5 separate regions of the Mus musculus genome follow, and regions 1, 3, 4 and 5 are each linked to region 2. The links are chromatin contacts, called in public HiChIP or PLAC-seq maps. All regions are on one chromosome and are shown on one strand. Each heading gives the region's core, a stretch centred on a gene start, on an enhancer-like site or on the middle of the called end of the contact. The rest is flanking DNA. Distances are from core to core; before and after follow the strand shown.

What was found. HiChIP or PLAC-seq counts read pairs in DNA pulled down with a chosen protein or histone mark.
Region 1: a contact with region 2 is called in an H3K4me3 HiChIP or PLAC-seq map of stem cell-derived neural progenitor cells, with 14 read pairs. The contact joins the enhancer-like site here to the promoter of L1td1 in region 2. A contact is called at or near these places in 14 of 39 promoter capture datasets (the C10 cell line, the HPC-7 cell line, HPC-7-derived erythroid cells and 9 more), 1 of 15 datasets of contacts at CTCF or cohesin (the NIH/3T3 cell line), 14 of 484 Hi-C or Micro-C datasets (CD4 T cells, the HL-1 cell line, Th1 cells and 10 more), 11 of 115 datasets of contacts at active chromatin or transcription factors (embryonic basal ganglia, embryonic stem cells, epiblast stem cells and 4 more) and 1 of 9 other capture datasets (adipose tissue).
Region 3: an H3K27ac HiChIP or PLAC-seq map of epiblast stem cells shows a contact between it and region 2, with 6 times the contacts expected there. The contact joins the enhancer-like site here to the promoter of L1td1 in region 2. A contact is called at or near these places in 23 of 39 promoter capture datasets (the 3T3-L1 cell line, 3T3-L1-derived adipocytes, the C10 cell line and 14 more), 10 of 484 Hi-C or Micro-C datasets (adipose-derived mesenchymal stem cells, embryonic stem cells, extraembryonic endoderm stem cells and 4 more) and 23 of 115 datasets of contacts at active chromatin or transcription factors (the NIH/3T3 cell line, astrocytes, bone marrow-derived macrophages and 12 more).
Region 4: a contact with region 2 is called in an H3K27ac HiChIP or PLAC-seq map of extraembryonic endoderm stem cells. The contact joins the enhancer-like site here to the promoter of L1td1 in region 2. A contact is called at or near these places in 3 of 39 promoter capture datasets (embryonic stem cells, liver and stem cell-derived epiblast-like cells) and 6 of 115 datasets of contacts at active chromatin or transcription factors (craniofacial prominence, embryonic stem cells, epiblast stem cells and 2 more).
Region 5: a contact with region 2 is called in a CTCF HiChIP or PLAC-seq map of the NIH/3T3 cell line, with 8 read pairs. The contact joins the promoter of Tm2d1 here to the promoter of L1td1 in region 2. A contact is called at or near these places in 6 of 39 promoter capture datasets (the 3T3-L1 cell line, 3T3-L1-derived adipocytes, embryonic stem cells and 1 more), 1 of 15 datasets of contacts at CTCF or cohesin (the NIH/3T3 cell line), 7 of 115 datasets of contacts at active chromatin or transcription factors (craniofacial prominence, embryonic stem cells, epiblast stem cells and 2 more) and 2 of 9 other capture datasets (embryonic stem cells and pancreatic islet).

Annotation. Positions count from the first base shown.
Region 1 is chr4:99,160,492-99,163,191 of GRCm38.p6, forward strand. No RefSeq gene overlaps it. Among named protein-coding and RNA genes, the nearest start is that of Atg4c, 32 kb to the right of the region's middle. Within about 2 kb of position 1,315, at least 70 of the 459 cell types and tissues checked have an H3K27ac peak or open chromatin away from gene starts, as enhancers often do. A contact at or near this core is called in the HL-1 cell line, the NIH/3T3 cell line, adipose tissue and 2 more, where this site is marked.
Region 2 is chr4:98,725,238-98,728,010 of GRCm38.p6, forward strand. It overlaps L1td1 (LINE-1 type transposase domain containing 1), which reads left to right and starts at 1,517. Exons shown (of 5, transcript NM_001081202.1): 1 at 1,517-1,603; 2 at 2,158-2,233.
Region 3 is chr4:99,198,816-99,201,515 of GRCm38.p6, forward strand. All of the region lies in intron 1 of Atg4c (autophagy related 4C, cysteine peptidase), which reads left to right. Among named protein-coding and RNA genes, the nearest start is that of Atg4c, 6.2 kb to the left of the region's middle. Within about 2 kb of position 1,291, at least 144 of the 459 cell types and tissues checked have an H3K27ac peak or open chromatin away from gene starts, as enhancers often do. A contact at or near this core is called in the HPC-7 cell line, adipose-derived mesenchymal stem cells, bone marrow-derived macrophages and 7 more, where this site is marked.
Region 4 is chr4:98,400,487-98,403,186 of GRCm38.p6, forward strand. The region is part of intron 1 of Patj (PATJ, crumbs cell polarity complex component); the gene reads left to right. Among named protein-coding and RNA genes, the nearest start is that of Patj, 6.0 kb to the left of the region's middle. Within about 2 kb of position 1,280, at least 81 of the 459 cell types and tissues checked have an H3K27ac peak or open chromatin away from gene starts, as enhancers often do. A contact at or near this core is called in epiblast stem cells and extraembryonic endoderm stem cells, where this site is marked.
Region 5 is chr4:98,381,953-98,384,652 of GRCm38.p6, forward strand. Tm2d1 (TM2 domain containing 1) reads right to left here and starts at 1,313. Exons shown (of 7, transcript NM_053157.2): 1 at 1,118-1,313. The coding sequence starts at 1,284.

The DNA.
Region 1 (2,700 bases), core at 65-2,564, 440 kb after region 2:
TTGTAGATTTGGACTCTCTGCATAATTTTCAGGTTTCATAGTAACTTCAACCTGCTAAATAGAGCGCAGTCTTAGTTATCCCAAGCAAGTGAGGCAAAATGAACTTCCATTCTTTTGTGATGACTCCTCAGCAAGCACAAGTCAGTTAATCTGTTGCCTAGGTTACCAGCCACGGAGGGGCGGGGGGGGGGGAGGGGGGACCAGCCAAAGGGAGACAAAAACAAGGGCAGTCCCAATTTTTTGGTTATTGTGAAAGATGCCACAATAATGCTGTCTCTTCATGAAAAACAAGACTTCTAGCTCAAGATCCTTCAGGGAATTTCTGTCTTAGGAAATAAGAGGGATAAGAGTAGTAAGATTTGCTTATTTAATACTAATTTAAAATCCATTCAATCATAAGTGAAGCCTTCATCTAATGTTCTAAGGAGTAATAACATCCATTGGAAAACAAAAAAAGCTATTGTTCTTTTAAACTATGTGTAACTTCCAAAAATAAAACTTAAAATTTATATGAAAAAAAAATAAAAATAAAATAAAATCCAGATGTTGGTGAGACCCGCCTGCCAATGTCGCCTAGACTTGTACTAGTTACTACCCGAGAATGAGGAGAGGAGAGCATCGGATGTGGAGACACTATGGAAGAGAGATGGTAAACTGCAACCAAACACAGACATACCAAATTCTCTTCGCAGTATTGGAGACTTTGAATGTGTTGGGAAAATGTTCTACCACTTTGGGCTACAATTGTCAACATAATGTCAAAATTTTTGTGTATTGTCTTTCTGGTTTCTGAGGCTCTATCTTTCTTTCTCCCCCACCCCACCCCCCTTTAGATGCATTGGACCATATCTAAACTCCTAAACCAAATACACATTGGTTTCTTTTCTTTTTTTTTTTTTACTCGAAAAGATATGGATTTATTTTTACAATGGTTACACCCTCCCCCTCCCTCTCCCACTTTCCCTTTTCTCTAATAGTCCTGTATTATTCTTCCCACTCAATAGTAGAGAACAGCCCAAAGACTTCCTCCCACAACCTACTTACAGGAAAGAATAAAAACAATTCAACTCCAGCTGGGCCTGCACAAAAGCCAGGAAGCTTTCTTGGATCTGGGAGTCTTGTGGGAGCAGCTAGCAGCTTAGGTGCTTTCTGGCAAGTTTTGATTCTGCTCTTGCTGCAGAAACCGTAAGCTGCCCGACACTGACGATATTCAGTAATCGTTGCCAAGTTTAATTCCAGTTGGGTTGTTTGGAGGGCTTGAGTGACCACGGGAGAAACATTTTTATAAAGCTCCTTGTTTGGTGCACTGGCAATTTGCTCAGGAAATGTGAGTCAGTCTCCCTCCCTCTGTCTCAGAAAAAAAATAGCTTGATTTCTCTCCTCTAAACTGGAGGCTAGCCCATAAATATGACCATCACACTTGGCCTCACCTTGGAACGAGACCTTCAGCTGCACTGCAGAAGCAGTGTTTGTCTCAGGAAGTACAGACCCAGAGAATGCGTAAGCTAATTTCTTTACAGTGTCAAACCGTAGGACAAATGGATAAGGTGCGCATTTAACATATCACAGTGGACCTGCAAATGGTTATTAACATATCAAAGTGGACCTGGCTACTTGGTTCTCCCAGCATCCCTCAGTCCCTACCTGTTGCAGGGCCCTCCTGGATGCCTCCCACCCTAAACTTCTCCAGGACAGGGACTGGGCTGTCCTTCCTGTCAGCTGCCCTTCGATATATAATCCAGCCATTTTGATTACCTGGTCTTTTCAGTCTACTCTCTTTTGGGCTTCCTGGCTACCTCACTTGGTTCCCTGAACTCTCCCCTCTCCCTTCCCCTCTCTCCTCTCTTCACGTGGCTCAGGGTCCTGTCCACTCTGGAGTCTCCCAGATGCCCCTGCCTCTGGCTATGTTTATCTGTAATATCTATAGTAATATCTATAATAAACATTCTCCTCCACCATACACCGATCAGTCTTGTTCCTTTCCTTTTTATTTCTTTTTTTTCATTCACTTTTAGACAATAAGCAGATACATTTTTAATATTTATCTTTATGCATCCATTTAAACAAACTCATGTGTTAACCCATAATTTCATGCATGTTATTGCTTAAGATTAGGTTAAATAAAGTTTAAAAGTCCAAGGAAAACAGGGAGGAAATAACGATTGTCAGGCAGACCTCCAGCCTCTGAGAGCAGCAGCCCAGGAGTTCAGCAAACTGAATGGCATATGGATAGCTGATGTTTCCAGAAACATTATCCAAATAAAAAAAAGACCTAGGATTTATCTCCAGCAGAATGCTATCAAATTCAGTCTTGCTACTGAGCAGTTCTATACTGTAAGCAACTTCACAAACCTCTGAATGGGCACCCTCATTTGCAGTATAAGGATAAAATCCATCACAAAGTTCTTCACATAAACTAAGATGCGAGATTTCAGTTTAGGATTATACTGAGAACAGCTCACGCTCGCTAAGAGCCACACCCTATCTGACTCTTTCTTAACTGCGTCTCCCGACTCTTATTTATTGTCATTTATCTTACATTAAAGTCTTGAAGCAATAAAGCAAGCAATCAGTTCTCTTAGCCAACAGTGGCGTCAGAAAATGCTCGTACTTCTAGGAGACAGAAAAGCTCCAGAATCGGGCTCTGTTTTCGGGTGTAGGATATTGGACTTTCTCCTCGTATGTACTGCAACACAAAAC
Region 2 (2,773 bases), core at 267-2,766:
CTGGTCTGCCGTAGCAGGAGGGGTAGACTCCCTTATTTCTTCATTTGACAAGAGGCTGTAGCACATGCCAGTCATAATCCTGGGTACCCGTGAAGTGAAGGAAGCTGTGAGTGAGAAAGAAAGTCCTGCCCGTTTGGAATTACGTTCCAGGAGGAAGTGGGGAATGGGAAGACATGAAAAGGGAATGCAGCAATTGAACACATTTGGCTCCTGATCATTGGGAATTAGGAACCGGGTGAATGAAACAAAGCCTAGGGTGCAGCCTCAATCCCAGCTCGTGGTTGGCTAAAACGGCCTGGAGTCTGAGGTCAATCTCAGCTACACAGGAAGTGTAAGGAGAGCTTGGGCTGAGTAGCAAGGCATTATCTCCACTAGGTGGGGGTAAGGAGGACAGAGGACTATCAAAGAGCTTTGTGGTTGGAGACAGTGTGTCTTCTTTAGGACAGTTAAAAGTTCACTTATGGGCTGGAGAGATGACTCAGCGGTTAAGAGCACTGCCTGCTCTTCCAGAGTTTCTAAGTTCAAATCCCAGCAACCACATGGTGGCTCACAAAAATCTGTAATGAGATCAGATGCCCTCTTCTGGTGTGTGTCTGAACACAGCTATGGTGTACTTGAAAGAAAGAAAGAAAGAAAGAAAGAAAGAAAGAAAGAAAGAAAGAAAGAAAGAAAGAAAGAAAGAAAGAAAGAAAGAAAGATAGTTCACTTACACGAACTTTAAATGAGGCCACTTAAAGATCTTTGGTTTTGTTTTTAAAGAGAAGTCTCACTACAATGCCCAAAGGAACCCCAGTTGCTATGCACAAAGGGGTACTCCTGCCTTCAGGGTAGCTGGAGGTCTATAGGTGCTGCCACCATCCCCGGAGGAGTTAATCTTTGACCTGAGACCTAGGGATGGAACAAAGTCAGCTTTGAAAGAAGTGCGAAAGTACGGATTGGTGGTGCAATTCAGTTGGAAAACCTTGCAAACACAAGGTTTGTCCCTAGCACAATCCCCTCGCCCCTCCTCGAGCCCGCCCCCCCCCCCCAACTCGGCTCACTCCACTATCTAGGGAGGTGGAGGCCAAAAGATAAGGAGTTTGGAGTTAGCTACATGTAGAATTACAAGTTGAGAAGATTTTTCTCAAAACAAGACCTGGGAAAAGAAGTTACATAGAGAAAGCTAGTGCAAAGGCCCTGGAGAGTGAGAAAGGTTCTGAGAGGTGTCGGAAGGTCGGCTACATCATCAACTGGCTTCAAGAAAGGCGTGACACCGAGGTTCTGTCCCTGAAGTCAGGACAGGGGTGCTGGCTAGCGTGAGGCCAGAGAGCAGCGTTTGGGCGATTTTTATTTTATTTCATTTTTTGATTTGCGCCCTAACTGGCTCCTAGCGAGTATGGCTTCTGGGCGTGGGCCACCACGCCTTGCGGGCTCAGGCCCCCACTGAGTTTTGGGAGGGGGCTAAGGAAGCGGGTGGCGAGGGGGTTGGGCCTAGAAACCTGCAAACTTCGCCTAGGGAAGGGAGGAGTCTGCATGAGACCCAGCGAGTCTCTCCTGCGGTCAGACGCCCAGCCCTGCTTTTGTCAGCGTGTGTGACCTCAGGGCTGCACCTCGTGGCTCTCAGGTAAGGCTGCTCAGGGTTAAGCCCCAGATGTCCCCGTGTTTCTCACCCTGCTCTGCCTGGCCGGCCCTGGGGTGGGCAGTGAGAATTGCTCCTGCACCCGGAGAGTGCCGTGACAGTGGGGGACAATGAGACAGCGGGGCGGCAGCTGCGCGAAGGCGGAGGTGAGCTAGAGCGGCTGCTAAGAGCCTGGGGGACCCCGGCTTTCAGCCCCTTCCCAGCCTCCACCCTCAAACGCTTTCCTCTGTCTTTGACTGGGAAGGAGTTTCCATCAGTTTCTTAACAAAGTTTGCTAGAAAACCGGGCATTAAAGGTGTCTGTTGAATCCTGACACACAGGGCAGAAGCCACCGTCCTCGGGCCCTCTCTTTGCCACCTTGAATTTGGATCCGGGGTGTTCGATCCCTTTTTGCCGCCTTCTCCTTACGCCCACCCCAGTGTCCTTGTTGATAACTTGCAGATACTATTTAAGCACATTTGAGAACGTTTACTGGTCATAGGCGTGTGGGTTTCTACGTAAGTCATAACTTGACTTCTGGGCTACGCACTTAATTCCAGGCGCTGTGAAACGCGTGGACAGACCAATCCCGACCTGAGGAGAGCTGGTTCCTTCCTGGGGAAGGCGCAGATTTGGGTAAGCTGCAGAGTGTGCTCGCAGGGCACGGAGAAGGTCCCTCTGGAATGTGACAAGTGTCTTGGATTGAAGTGAGAGTGGGTGTTGCGTGTAATTTAGGGAGGGTTCTTAACCTAGTGTCGGGATGTTTGAGAGCGTTGACCCCCCCCCCCCTAGAATCGTTTAAATCCCCGAGTTTGAAGCATAAAATGAGTCGGGCCTTGAACCTAGTGCTAGGAGACCGAGGTAGGTGCATCACTTGAGTTCGATGCCAGCCTGTACTACATACTGAAGTCCAGGACAGCAAGGGCCATATAGAGACCCCGACTCAAGTAGACAGGTAAATAAAAAAATAAGCACAAACATAGGTCCTTTGAGGTCTGAGGCAAAAAGGCACCATTGAATGCTCTCTTGAACTGTTTTAGTGAAACCCTGTCTCAAAACGTTGAACAAGTATGTGAGCTTTTTTTTCTCTTCCCATCCAATATCCTATATAGTCTGATGCTTATCCCTAAGCTTTCTGGTAAGGTGCATAACTGAGCCAACTGCTGAGACCACATT
Region 3 (2,700 bases), core at 41-2,540, 470 kb after region 2:
AAAACTATTTACAATAGTGTGAGTTTGAATGTAACCCCTACCCCCACCCCCAAGGCTCCTAGGGAGTGGCTCATTTGAAAGGCTTAGGACTCCTGGCTTTGTTAAAGTAGGTGTGGCCTTGTAAGAGGAAATGTGTTGTTAGAGGTTTCAGATGCTTAAGCTTGGCCTGGCCTGGTGTCTCTCTCTCTCTCTCTCTCTCTCTCTCTCTCTCTCTCTCTCTCTCTCTCTCTCTGCCTTTGAGTCCATATGTAGAACTCACCTACCTCTCCAGCACCATGTCTGTCTGTGTGTCCCCATGCTTCCCAACATGACAATAATGGACCAAACCTCTAAAAACATAAGTCAGCCCCAAGGAAATATTTTTTTTTAAAGATTTATTTATCATATATAAGTACACTGTAGCTGTCTTCAGTCACACCAGAAGAGGGCATCAGATCTCATTACAGATGGTTGTGAACCACCATGTGGTTGCTGGGATTTGAACTCAGGACCTCTGGAAGAGCAGTCAGTGCTCTTAACTGCTGAGCCATCTCTCCAGCACCCACCCCCGCAAGAAATATTTTTGTTTATAAAAGTTGCTGTGGTCATGGTGTCTCTTCACAGCAGTAAAACCCTATGTAAGACACTGAGTGGTGCCTTATTAAATAACTTTTAAAAAAAATATATTTTTTTTGGTTTGAGATTTGACAGTCAATAGGGCATCTGGCTAAATTTTAACTTCACTTACTTGGTTCATATATGAATGCACATGTACATAGAGCAATACAGACATGCCTGTTTCCTTCAGAATCTCTCAATTGTGTGCTTTTTGGTAGGCACTGAGTCAGTCCAGCCAGTTTAGATTCTATATTTCACAGTGGTGGGAATAGTGTAGAGTATATGACAAAGTATTTGGGCTTTGGAGTCAGTAGATTGAATTCAGCGTCTCTTGTTACGTACTAGAGTACAGCCATACAGAGCTGGGCAGAACAGCTTAGACACTGAGAATAGTAGAGCTGGCCTTACCCTTGTCATAAGGGTCAGGAGAGACAGTGTGTGCCCAGGCTCCCCAGCGTCCCTGGTGCAGTTTTGGTGTTTGCGATCCGGATGTGTAGTCTGAGATCACGTGACTTTGGTGACTGAGCTTTAGTTGTATTGCTTGGTAGTTGTATTTGGCTTTGGAGAAAACAGTATCTAATTTTTAAGCCTTTTCTATTCATTACGGTCCTGAGATGACTTAGCCTTGGGTTCTCAGGCAAGTGTCTGATCGGTTTGTGATTACTCACCCTGTGAGCCCTCATGGGTGGAGGAGGAAGTAGTTAAGCGGCTCTCGAGTCAGCCTAATCTCTACCTTTCCCTGGAAGCCCAGGCTTAGGCTGCTAACACTGCCCCTCGTGGGAGCTGGTTCCCGTGGGCGTGCTTTCAGTATTTACACGTACACAGGCGCTTCTTTCTTCCTGGGCTATGTGGAAGTAAGACAACACCCTTATGACCCATCCCTCCTAAGCACTTCCTCATGCAGATTTAATAATTATATCATTTTCTTACAACCAAGCCACCGTTAGTATGCCATAGCACCGCAACCTTAATGCTATCTATTGGATTTTCAATATTCAAAACCCCGATTTTCCCAAACAAGACAACAATATCACCATAGCTTTAAAAAAACAATAAATCTAGTTATACTTCATAGGATATATTGAGTTGTCACCTTTCTGTTTTCTCTTCTCTTTATCCTTTTGCAGTGCTGGAACGCAGACCTAGGGCATCTGGCCTGTGCGTGTGGGCAGTTGCTTCTCCCAGCCGTCTCTCTTTTCTTTTTTTACAGAGAACATCTTCTCCCCCTCTCCTGCTTGCTCCCTCCTTCTCTTCTGTTCTCATTTTTAAAGTCAATTGATATTTTTTGTGAGTACAAACCAATTATTTTTGCTGAGAGTACCTCACAGAATTGATAAGTCTTATCACCTCATAACAATTAGGTTCTGGGTGTCCTGGTTAGCTTTATTGTTGCCTGGGAAGAGGGAACCTCAGTTGAGGAGTTGAGGAGTTGCCTTCAATAGACTGACCTATGGGCATGGGCAGGTGGTTTCCTTGATTGATAATTGATGTGGGAGGGCCCGTCCCACTGGGCAGTGCTACTGTAGGGCAGGTATTTGTGTGTGGTGTAGAGAAGCAAGCCAGCAGTCGATGTTTCGTCATGGTTTCTGCTTTAGTTCCCACCTCCTGGTTTAGTTCCCACCTCCTGGTTTAGTTCCCACCTCCTGGTTTAGTTCCCACCTCCTGGTTTAGTTCCCACCTCCTGGTTTAGTTCCCACCTCCTGGTTTAGTTCCCACCTCCTGGTTTAGTTCCCACCTCCTGGTTTAGTTCCCACCTCCTGGTTTAGTTCCCACCTCCTGGTTTAGTTCCCACCTCCTGGTTTAGTTCCCACCTCCTGGTTTAGTTCCCACCTCCTGGTTTAGTTCCCACCTCCTGGTTTAGTTCCCACCTCCTGGTTTAGTTCCCACCTCCTGGTTTAGTTCCCACCTCCTGGTTTAGTTCCCTTTAGCTGCTGCCTTGACTTCCCTCCATGATTTAAGAATTCTTGAAACAATTTTCTGCTGTGCCTTATCATCTGTTACCATGATTCTGGTTTATTTTATTTTATTTTTTTAAATTTTTTAAAATGAATGTTTAATTTGCATGTATGTCTGTGTACCACGTGATGCAGTCAGTGTCCCCTG
Region 4 (2,700 bases), core at 30-2,529, 320 kb before region 2:
GTGTGAAAATTGTTCAGATTTGTGGCTTGTTGCTTGTGGTGGAGGGGGACTATCACCAACAGAATGACACACAGAGCAGTTTAACTTCTGCAAAATGAAACAAATTACAGAGAGAGTACTGTTAGGAATTGACTCTTGAGAGTGTTTCCGTGATAAGATATGAATCTTGCCAACTGAAGCACTCTGAGGAACTAACATGATTTTTCTCATGGTATCTTTCAACTTGGATTTCAATATTTTCTCCATATGCAGCTTTAGCATTCTACAATTGCTTTTCTTACATTCTAGGAGTGGGGTGTTTTGACAGTGGGGACATTTAATTTTTTTATGTTCAGTTGGTTTAGGAAAGCTTTCACCAGGCCTTTGTAGGAAACCTAACTTGTGTTCCTGGGAATTTTGGGGTGTCCCGGCAGAGTTGCTACATGTCACCAAGGGAATTGGTGTACTTCCCTCTTGGAGTTCATAGTATTGTTATTGAAAGAATTTGAGGATGGGCTCTGAAGGAAGCTTGAGGACAGTTTTATTAGAGTGTAAAAGAAAAAATCGCAAGGAGAGCCAGCTGTAGACCCAGGCGGCTGCCCAGAGGAGTCAGATGGAGAAGAGAAGAATTCCTACTGTTAGACTGAGTCATGGAGTCCAGCCACACAGTCTTGTGACAAAAAGGGGAGGGGGGGCCTCCAGAGAAAGAGTAAGAACCCTAAAATACAGAAAAGGCATTTTTAGGCTTTGGCCAGCATACAAAGAAAAAAGAAGGGAGGGACAGGAAAAAACTGTGCCTCTGAGTGGTGCTTAGGAGGGCAGACCTAACAGAGCTTCATGGCATTCGGGATAGTTATTCCTCCTATCTCTTCAGGATGGATTAAGGAGGATCAAGCCTTCCTGAGTCTGCTCCCTAAACGAGATGATTGATCTCCCAACTGGAATGTTAAGTCTCCACCCAGGCCAGAGATGCCATTCCCCTGAGCAGAGCAAATAGCTTTCCCTTAATGGGCCCTTAATGCCACTGTAACACTTGTTTGTTTTGCGTGACAGCCTATACAGAGTTCTGGTGGCAGCCTCCACCACTCTTTGGTTTGGATTCTGTTTATTATTTAACGAGTACCTAGTAAATGTTGAGCTTTGAGGACAAAGGGACCAGGATAAATCCTGACCCCTGGCTCTGAAGGGAGTGGACTTTTTTTTTTAAGAACTTCATTAAGACTTTATATGTAATATTATATTAAGCTCATGGATATTTTTCAAGCTTCCTGGTTCAGTGAGCTCTGGAGTTGTGAATCACCCAGGTGTAAAGGTCCAGTTGAAATGCGCACTTCAGTGAGTGCCTGTGCTTTCCCAGCAAGATAGCCAGTGACCTTACTTCCCAAAATCCCAGATAGATGAGCAGATGTTTGTTAGTAGGAAATTGAAGTCTCATGAGCCAACAGAAGTCTGAAAAGTGTTGGCCGTTTTTGGCCTTAATTTTTCTTGGATTTTTTTTTTTGTCCCCCTGAGATAGGGTCTTACTGTGTAGCCCAGGCTGTCCTCAAACTTGAATCCTCCTGTCTTGGCCTCCCGAGTGCTGGGATTACAGGTATGTGGTACCACATCTGACACTTTTACCACTGTTCTATAATTATAAAATTAGTACTTGTTTTTGTGTATTTTTATTGTAGTGGAGAGAATAAAACTTGAGAGTCTCACATGCTATTCTACCACTGAACTAAAATCTTAAGTCCGTATTTTTTTTTAATAAAAATTCAAACAACCCCAAAATCTATAAAGTAAAAGAGACTAATTTTTGTTATTATTTTTCTCTGGTGTTGGGGATTGAATCCAGGCTCTCATGCATACACGCTCTACCACTGAGTTCTAACCTCAGTCCTCAAAGGCTAACTTTTATATTCCTCTTTTCTATTTTCTGGAAGCAATAACTATTGCTTCCTAAATTTTTTTTTCTAGAAAATTCCCCAGTGCACACGTTTCTGTCTTACAGAAGTATGAAAATAACCCAAATATCCCTTAAGTGCTGCGTTTCACAACACTTGTGCATGTTGTACAGTTTTCCTGTTTTATACAAAGGGTAGATTTCCCAGCATGCTCAGTTCTTACATGGATTCAAGATGTCACTCAATTCCAACTGTACCTGTTTCAGGAGTGAGATGCAGATAGCTGTCTGCTGGAGGAGCCCTAGCCAGCAGGTAAATGTCACTTCCCCTCACTTGACGGAACACTGCCAACATGCTTGAAGTGTCGATATAGGAAACCACTCCTGAGTGCATTTTTACAGCCTCTTACTGAAATTCTTATTGTCCATCGAAGTAAAATTCAGTCTCAGAACACGCTTATTTTGAATAGCAAGTGGTTTGTTGGTAAGCAAATGGTTTTGATGCCAGGAATATGTTCCCTTGAGCAGGAGAGAATAATGAAATGCAAAGAATATTTGCTGGCCATTAGAGATGTCATGTAGAACCACAAATCTCTCAGATTTAGAGAAGATTTATCCTCTAGTTCATTGTAGTCAGGATCATATAGCCTGCCCTGTTGAATTAGGTTTTTAATCACATGGTAACCAAACATGACCTGCAGGTGCATAGTTATGGCTTTTAAGAAGATATGATGGAGCTAGGCATGTAGGTGGACTGTATAGTGTGAGCTTAGTGTGCACAAGGGTCTGATCCACCACACTGGGGTGGTCCAGAGTCCTAGACTCTGGTGATGATC
Region 5 (2,700 bases), core at 63-2,562, 340 kb before region 2:
GATTAAAGGCTTGGGCCACCACTGCCTGGCAGATTCTCTTAATTGTAAGATTTTTCTTAAGACTCTTTCTTGCTTCTGCAGGTTTGAGGATCTGTACACAAATGTCTGAGGCACTGTGTCAGTACCCAAAGTTTTGTTCAAACATAGTTTTTTGAGTATAACACGAATTTCACCTTGTTGCTCTGCGGTGCGCTAATGTAATAAGACAGTTCACCCATTCCTAAATCAGATTTCTCATCTGTAAATAAACACCCAACGAAACTGTTGTGGTAATTAAATTAGCATAAATGCTCCCTTAAGTTGGTAGTCACTGGTATAAGTATGTTTTAGACTTAAATTATTTGCTCATTCAAAAGCCCCCACCCCTAACTATGGCCAGTTGATGGCTGCTAAGTTAGAGAGTCATAGGTTTAAGTCCCAGGTAAGGCAACCATGCTTCAGCGAATAGCCCCATACCACTGTAGATATGAACAGCACATATCTGACTCCCTGTGTTAGTTTTCTTTTTTTTTTTTAAGTGTGTGTGGTAGGGGTCGAGGTTAAGGGGGAGTGGGAGGGAAGACAATGTAGAAGGAGTTTGAGGTTGAATATGATCAAAATCCACTGGGTGAAATTCTCACAAAGAACTAATACAAATATTACATTTTAAAACATCCAAGAGGATCTCTAATTTTAAAACATAATAATAAGTTGTCTAAAATCACAAAGTGAAGCCATCTGAGGATGGCTGTAGGTGATATATGTTACGTTAATGACAAGTGAGACACATGCATTGGTTCACTAGTAATTACTTGTCTCCCTCAACACCTGCAAACTTTCAGGAACGCGTCGAACAATTTTCGCATCTTTTGTGTCTGGGACACAACCTAGATGTGTGTGTGTGTGTGTGTGTGTGTGAGTAAGTGGGCAAGCCGGTAAAATCCATGGTCAATCGGAGAAGGAAGTGCCAACCACTGATCGGTCCAGGGAAAGCCCACGGTGCTCGCCCTTCGTCCCCACAGCCCTCCTCACCTCCCGGGGTCCAATGGTCACTAGAGCCACAGCGGAGGCCACGGTCCCCATCCCACAGCCCGGGGTCCAGCTGACCGCCTGAGAACGGCGGCTTTCCGGAGGATATTGTCCCACCCTGAGGTCCTCACACTTGGGTGTCTCCTCGCCCCCGACAGCGCCAGAGGCAGCAGCCCCACAGTGTCCCGCGGCGACCGTCACGAGCCACAGGGTGCGGAGAAGGCCCGGAGGCCCCGCCGCTGGGGAAGCCCGACCCGCGGGCCAGGCGGCCGCCATGTTGGGCACCGCGTCCTCGCGCTTCCGGTTCCGCCTCCTAGAGAAGGAAGGGCCTTAAAGGGGCCTGGCAACCGTGGCGCAGCTTAGGGCTTCTAAAGGCTACTCCCTAGGATAACTTGGCACAGCTACATCAGCGAGGTTTTCGAGGGTTGTTGTTGTTGTTGTTTAAATATGTTCGCTTGTTATCTTTGAGCAGGGACCATCTTAATCTCTGTATCGTTCCAATTTTAGTATATGTACTGCCAAAGCAAGCATGGAAACTTTAATAATAATAATAATAATAATAATAATAATAATAAAAACATGCCCATGTCCCAGGGAGACTGCTCAGAGTGTAAAGGCACTTGTTCCGGAGCCTGAAAATTATTTAAATTCAATCCCTGGAACCCACATGATGGAAAAAAAAAAACGGATTTTCACATACACACACACTTTTTAAAAAACTGAATAATTATATAAAAAAATACACGTTTGGGAGTCTTCTCTAGTAGCTTCCCTGAGAACCCTCACAAGGAGACAGAAACTGCTCCTTCTGATGAGCCCCAGCTCCTGGTGGGCACCAGTGTTGATCCTGGAGGCTCTAAAGGATGAGGGTTTCCCTAGGGTTGGAAGAATTTAGATTTAGACTATCTAGAAGTGACCCAAGTGCAATTCTAGATTGCTGTAGACATTATATAGTGGACAAGTGTTCGAGGACAGAATATTGGGCTGAAGAGATGGCTTAGGAGTTGAGAACACTTGCTGGTCTTACAGAGAACCAGGTTAGGTTCCTAGCACCCATGTATTGGCTAAAGCCCTGTAATTCCAGTTCCAGATTGAAGGTCCCCTTCTAGCCTTCTCAAGCTCTATGCACATATTTGGCTCCATGGGTAAAATCCTTTGTTGCTCTGCCTGACAAATGAATTCAATCCCTGGGACCCACAAGGTGGAAATAGCAGACAAAACACTCACATGCATAAAATAAAAATAAATATTGAAAAAGACAGAATATCAGTTATACATCTTACACAATGATAAAAGAACCTTTCCACTTAACTACTACTTGGACTCAGAATGTTCTAGTGATTTTTTAAAATACAACATAAACCCAAAGGACTAAAGGAAGCAATTCTGTGCCTCAGGATTATTGAAATTATGATAGAATTAGATGGTTTCCTGCTGAGTGCAAGAATACTGCTGATCTGTGTATCAATTTTAATACAGATTTAAAACAATTACTTAGAACTGCTGATGCTTTGCTGATTAATCCCATTACTGGATCTATTTTATGGCTTTAGTGATTATCTTTATTCTCTTCCACAATATGTAAATTTAAAAGAATTAAAAGGATTCTGTAAGACAGCAATGAAACTATAAAACTTTTGACTCCTGAGCTGGGATAGTGGTAGAGTTGCCTAGCAAGCACAAGTCCCTGGA